Linked DNA regions of Pan troglodytes: region 1 is linked to region 2. A link is a contact called in public HiChIP or PLAC-seq data. All regions are on one chromosome and are shown on one strand. Each heading gives the region's core, a stretch centred on a gene start, on an enhancer-like site or on the middle of the called end of the contact. The rest is flanking DNA. Distances are from core to core; before and after follow the strand shown.

Region 1 (2,997 bases), core at 154-2,653, 180 kb after region 2:
AATTTGCATAGATCACAATATAACACACACATTATTTGAAACATTTTTTGACTTCAGACAAATGCCTCAAGATTAATCATATTAAGCTGTATTTGTCATCATTACTGCTTCTTTATTTAAAAAAAAAAGGAAATAAAGCAAGCAATACATAGCATTCAATTCCCTTGATAAGTTAAAATCATTTCCCCCTTCTACCCCCAAATGAACGTTATTCTATTCCATTTAGCCAAAGGTACACAGCCAACACATCTTTGTGGTATACTGTGGCAAATCAGGGTTTAGATACCAATGCAACTATTATCAATGGCTCAGAACCAAACATTGTAACAAAACACACTGAGTGGATCCTCCCTCTGCGTGTGTGTCTACATGTGCCCATTCATAACATGACCCTCCTACACACACAGAAACTCAATTTCTACTGAATTACAAAACATCTTCACATTATTAGAAGTGTATAATAAAACTGTCCTCTTTAATGTTCAAAGAAAGAATAATTTCTAAAGCGATGAGAGAGAAGAGTTAATACCAGGATTGCTGCTACCCATCAACTTTAATTCAAAGCAAAGTACAACTCAATGTCATTTTTACCTCTACTGTAGCCTCGACGGATACAAAATTAACTTCGCTGTAGAATAAAGTATCCTGGCATCCCAATGGATTATTTACTTCTCCGATTTGACAGAACATATACGTGAGTCTTTCGTCCCTCCCACAGCATCCCAGGGTGTCAACATCATCTCTGCCACAGCAAATGACGAGCAAATCCCTCAGATCATTACTTCAGCACCCTAAGTACAAGAAAGTCGCGGCCTTCACTGTCGTTACAACACAGCAAACAGATTCAGTAGTCCCATGTTCCTTTCCATTATAGTTGGGGAGGCGGGGTGGGAAATAAGCGCTCAGATTTCCTAGGAATCCTTCGTGTTCGGTGCTGGTACCAGAAGTGGCATGGGTACAAGTGATATGTGGGTCACCCACAGAGAGAGACGCAGAACGAAGCTTCGTGACCCTCCAAGTTCAGTGAAGACACCCAAAGCCTGGGGCAAAACGGGGCGGCAGCCTTCGGGGAAATCGGGCAGAACCAGAACGATCTCCGAGATGGAGAGTGACGGGGTCTGGCACGAGCCCCGGGCTTGCGGCGACCTGAAAGTCCCCAGTACCCCTCCCCTCCTCAGCAGGCTCGGTCACTCGGCGAGGGGTGCGGCCGGAGGAGGGGGTCGAGACCGGGGGAGGGCGGCGCCCTGGGGGGTCGGGGGGTGTGTCCTACCTGGGCCGTGGCGGACGCAGGGGTTTCTGGAGGAGGGCTCTGGTCCAGCTCAGGACCGGGACCGGCGGGGGTTAACCCTCGGCAGGCGGGACCGCCACTGCCTGCCCATCCCCCACCGCCGACTGCGGCGGGACCCGAGCGCGGCTTCCAGGGCGGGCCGGCTGGGTAGTCCCCTGGGGTACCGTCCGCGTTTACTGGCGGCGGCGGCGGCTGCTGCTGCTGTTACTGCTGCTGCCGGCTCCCCCAAGCCGCTGCTCTTGTGCCAGCACCTGCTCCCCCTCCTGCCGCCGCCGCCGCCTCGTCCCCACCGCTCCCATCGCCGCTGCGGCGACTACTGCAGCGCCCGCTGACCCGACCCGACGTTATTCTCCCCCCTCGTAACCCGACACAGCCTAGCCCACCTGCCCTGCCAGCGCGCACGCCCACCTCTCCGCTACAGGTGCTGATTGGAGAGTGCGTTCCGAACTCGCAGCGTCGGTTGGCTAGTCCCATTGCCTATCACGAAGGGGGCGGAGAGTCGGGCAGAAACCGTCTCCGCCCCCCACCGGAGAATTGCCGCTATCTTCAGGTTTGCCTGAGAGGGCGAGTTACCGGGAAAGGAGCATCACAATGGCAGCGCGCATGCGCCTAAGAATTCTGGGCCTCGTAGTTCCAGCCATAGCCGCAACTCCCCGCCTGTCCCGAGGAGAGAAGTAGGGCTTCCGAGACAAGTAGTTTGCGCACATAGGTGTTCTCCTAGCGTGACAGTTAAATTGGTTATAGAGGGATGGTTGGGACCCCATGGTTGGGCTTTTCGGAATAAAATCGGAAATGCTTTGTCACGATACGAAATTACACACTGAGGCAGTCGCGATGAAGGGCCCAAATCGTGAGGCCCTGCAAGCCTTAAGGATCCATCCTCTTCCTCAGCATCAGCGCTGACAGGATCCCGCAAATTGGCGCCGTCCCCAGAACCGCCTAACGTGAAGCTAATAATCTTTGGGGGACTGGGGAAGAGCCTTAGGTGTGACGAGGAAAGGAGATGGGCACTTCCATAAACGAATGTCAACTTGGAGACCGGAGTGTCCTTACGGTTTCACAACCCAAGAACAAGATTTCATTCCCTTTGTGAAACACCAACAGCTAAAGACTCAATGGCCAGCCCCGGTGCACACCAGTATGCGATGCTGAGCAAGTGTATGCCGGAGGTGCTTAAAGACTTTCAAAGAAAAGCGAGGAGGGCGGAGCAAGGACGCTGTGCAGGATGCGCTTCTATTTAGTGTTGTGTCAGTCGCTTTGGCGAAGGAAAACCTTAAGATTAAGCACCTCTCCCATCTTTGCCCACCAATGTACAGTAGAGAAAACACATGAAAAACGCTAAACAGCTTTCCTAAGGTTATAAACTAATCAGTGGCAAAACCAAAGCTCAGATCTCTCATATGCCCCATATCTAATGTCCTTTCTACTTAAGAATCACAATGATCCCCAGGGGTCTGCCATGAATGGAAAGAATGTAATGAATTATGAACTTCATTTTTACTTTAAATCCTTTTCTTCACTCAAGTGACATTGTCATTAAAGCTGATTAAGAATATAGAAAGGTAAATGACTAATCCTATATTCAATCTTGGAACTGTTCCTATAGAATCTGTTTCTTCTTGCTCAGGAAGTGCCACAGTCTCTTGCCATTCTTTTTAAAAACAGCAGGCATCTCTACTGTCTGTCATGTCCAGATCCTTGGATTGAAA
Region 2 (3,026 bases), core at 464-2,963:
TACCCATAAGTTCTACAAGTGTCTCCACTCCAGCTCCCTCTGCTCTCACTCACCAGCAATGCACGAGGAGTAAACAAGGGCTACAAGCTCCAGGCGCTGGCGGGAAGACACTCTGGCAGGGTCCGCAGGTTCATCTGTGAGGCTTCCTGTCCGTCTGGGGAGGGGCGACCCCAATTCTGGGGTGGGACAGGTGGGGGTAGGTGACTGCTGCAGCTGCTTAGAGCTATGGAATAAAGAAATTTCATGAGCAGTCAGCTTGGCTTCCCTGCTACGGCCACACTCAGGTCACTCCAGAGAAGATACCAACAGCCCAGGAGACAAACCCAGAGTCCCCAAGAGGGAAATCAATTTCAGGGAAAACCCCTGAAGATCCCCCACAGCGAGGAAACCCGATATCCCCAGGAGCGGCCAGGCCATACCGCTCCTTCCTGAGCATCTCTCGCTCCTCTTGCAGACTTCTGCACCCTGGGGGAAGGCCAAGGCCCCAAGGGCTAGTGTCCAGGACTGAGGGTTGGGAACTGGGGACACAGCTGATTGGGGGTGAGGTGAAGCAGGTCTTGGGCTTGGAGAGTGACCGCTCTTCGCTCACCGGAGTTGGGTTGATCCTGCGAGAAGGCTTCGTCCTGCTGAGAGTAGCCACAGGTTTTTCTCAAATTCCTATCTTCAAACATCTCCCCTCCACCACCGCAACAGCTAGACCTCTCGCCAAAAAACCCCACAAAAACCCTCACCATCACCCCCAGCCTTCTACCCATCCTGGCGCTCCACTGCAGAGCGCCGAGCTCGAATGACTGACTCCCCAGAGCCTTCGTGGTACCCATCTCCTGCATGAGAGCTGAGTCTCACCCTGTAGGGCCGGGGGAAACCGAGCCTACGGGAGGGAACTCCTCCAGGTTGCTGAGGTTTGGCGGATCAGACAGCGTGAGGCTGGGGCGGCTGGGGCTGCCAGAGCCCCTAAGCCTCCGGCCCCCGGCTCCGGGCAGGCTCTCCCCGCTGACACCCTCCTCCAGGCCGCGGCCTCCACGCTCGCGGGCCGGCCCCGGGCCCCGCCTCCTGCCCCCGCGGCGGGCCACAGGGGCCTCGGCAGCGGTGCTCAGGGCCTCGGTCGGAGGGAAAAGCTGGCTGCGCGCCCCGCGGCTACCCCGCGGCGGGCCTCCCGGCCTCCCTGGCAAGGCTGCCGAGGCGCCCGGGGTCTTGGCGGGGGTCGGGGGCCCCTGCGGGAGGACGCGGCTGCTCTGCTCCCTCAGGAAGTTCAACAGGAACGGTACGAATTCTTTCCGCAGGGCCCGGAGTGAGCTCAGCGCGGCCGCCTCCCCAGCGTTATCCTAGGGCAGAAGCACAGGTGGAGGGGCGAGAGGGTCAGCCGCCGGCCCGCGGGCCGTGAGCAGCCGGGGCCGTAGGGCGCGCCTCGGGTGGGCGGCCCGGGCAGCGGCGCCCAGTTGGAGTGCACTCGGCCCGGCTGGCAGCTAGGCGCCCTAGAGGAAGGGGACTGGAGGGCTGGACTCCACTGCGGGAACCGGCTTCGAGTCAGACCTGGGGGCGTGTCACCGCTGTTACCTCCGAACCCGGGGTGCTGCGCGCGATCCACCGCACGACGGCTGCGACCGACACCTCTTCTCGCAGCAGCGACTCCAAAACGGCCGCCATCCCGGTCGGGGCGCTCTGGGACGACTGCGCAGGCGCCGGCGCGCCGCGGGCGGCCAGGGAGGGGCGGGGCCGGCGGCGGGGAACGACCGTTGGGTCGCGGGATGGGGAGGGACCCGGCTGGCGGGGCGGGGCGGGGCGGAGCCGGCTGTTGCCCAGACCCACGGTCAAGGCCTCGCTGGGTCCTCAACCCTGGCCGAGAGGCCGGTTGTTAGGAGGTGAAATGTGGATCACAGCGCCTGGGGAAGCCCACCTTGGCTGCCCGCCCTGGAGCGACCTGAAGGGAGGGATTCGAGCTGGGAGTGGGTCTGCCGCGGGTCGGACGCCCTTCTAGGGAGACCCAGGACCCGGGAGAGAGGTAGAGGGGAGCAGAGACAGTCACCAGCTTCTATCTTCTGCTCTAAGCACATTCTTTCACGAGTTTAAGTTTCCTAGATCCAACTGGCACCACCCCAGAGAAATTATAATCTAATCTTTCATTTTGACTTTGTTCTTCTCAAAGGCCGATTTTTCAATCCCTTGGCCGAGCAGTACCCATCGGCTTTTCAGCGCTCACCATCAACTGACCATTTAGGAAAGAATTATTTCTAGGAGGTTCTTAATAATCCCCAAGCCACAACCCTTAAAGTGCCTCGGGCCACCCTGCACACAGAATTGCTTGTATGTAGCTTTATTTACTTAAGTGGGTTTACATGAGGTTAATATTTCAACTGCTTTGCAGTTTAGATGTCAGTAAGCATATCATGATTAGCTTCTGGGAGCTTGAGGTTTGTTTTTTTGGGTTTGGTGTTTTTTGTTTTTGTTTTGTTTTATTGAGACAGGGTCTTGCTCTGTTGCCCAGGCTGGAGTGCAGTGGCGTGAGCACGGCTCACTGCAGCCTTGGCCTCCTGGGCTCAAGCAATCCTCCCGACTCAGCCTCCCTAGGGCTATAGCCTAGCTAATGTTTTGGCGGGGAGAGGGCAGCAGATCCAAAGTGCTGGGATTATAGGCGTGGGCCACCACGCCCGGCCTGAGTAATTTCTTAATCTCCTTTATTTAATTTTATTTTGAGATGGAGTCTCGCTCTGTCACCCCCGGGGCTGGAATGCAGTGGGAGGCAGAGGTGGGCGGATCACGAGGTCGAGAGATGGAGACCATCCTGGCCAACATGGTGAAACCGTGTCTCTACTAAAAATACAAAAATTAACTGGGCGTGGTGGCACGCGCCTGTAGTCCTAGCTACTCGGGAGGCTGAGGCAGGAGAATCGCTTGAACCTGGGAGGCGGAGGTTGCAGTGATCCAAGATCACGCCACTGCACTCCAGCCTGGGTGACAGAGCGAGACTCCATCTCAAAAACAAAACAAAACAAAAAAACCTGAGAGAGCATTTTGAAGGTTGCTGC

What was found. HiChIP or PLAC-seq counts read pairs in DNA pulled down with a chosen protein or histone mark.
Region 1: an H3K4me3 HiChIP or PLAC-seq map of stem cell-derived excitatory neurons shows a contact between it and region 2, with 4 times the contacts expected there. The contact joins the promoter of TTBK2 here to the promoter of CDAN1 in region 2. A contact is called at or near these places in 2 of 7 Hi-C or Micro-C datasets (induced pluripotent stem cells and stem cell-derived neural progenitor cells) and 1 of 1 datasets of contacts at active chromatin or transcription factors (stem cell-derived excitatory neurons).

What each region holds. Positions count from the first base shown.
Region 1 is chr16:34,894,163-34,897,159 of NHGRI_mPanTro3-v2.0_pri, forward strand. It overlaps TTBK2 (tau tubulin kinase 2), which reads right to left and starts at 1,404. Exons shown (of 16, transcript XM_063794820.1): 1 at 1,271-1,404.
Region 2 is chr16:34,710,636-34,713,661 of NHGRI_mPanTro3-v2.0_pri, forward strand. CDAN1 (codanin 1) reads right to left here and starts at 1,714. Exons shown (of 28, transcript XM_016928057.2): 1 at 1,558-1,714; 2 at 847-1,325; 3 at 420-626; 4 at 54-223. The coding sequence starts at 1,647.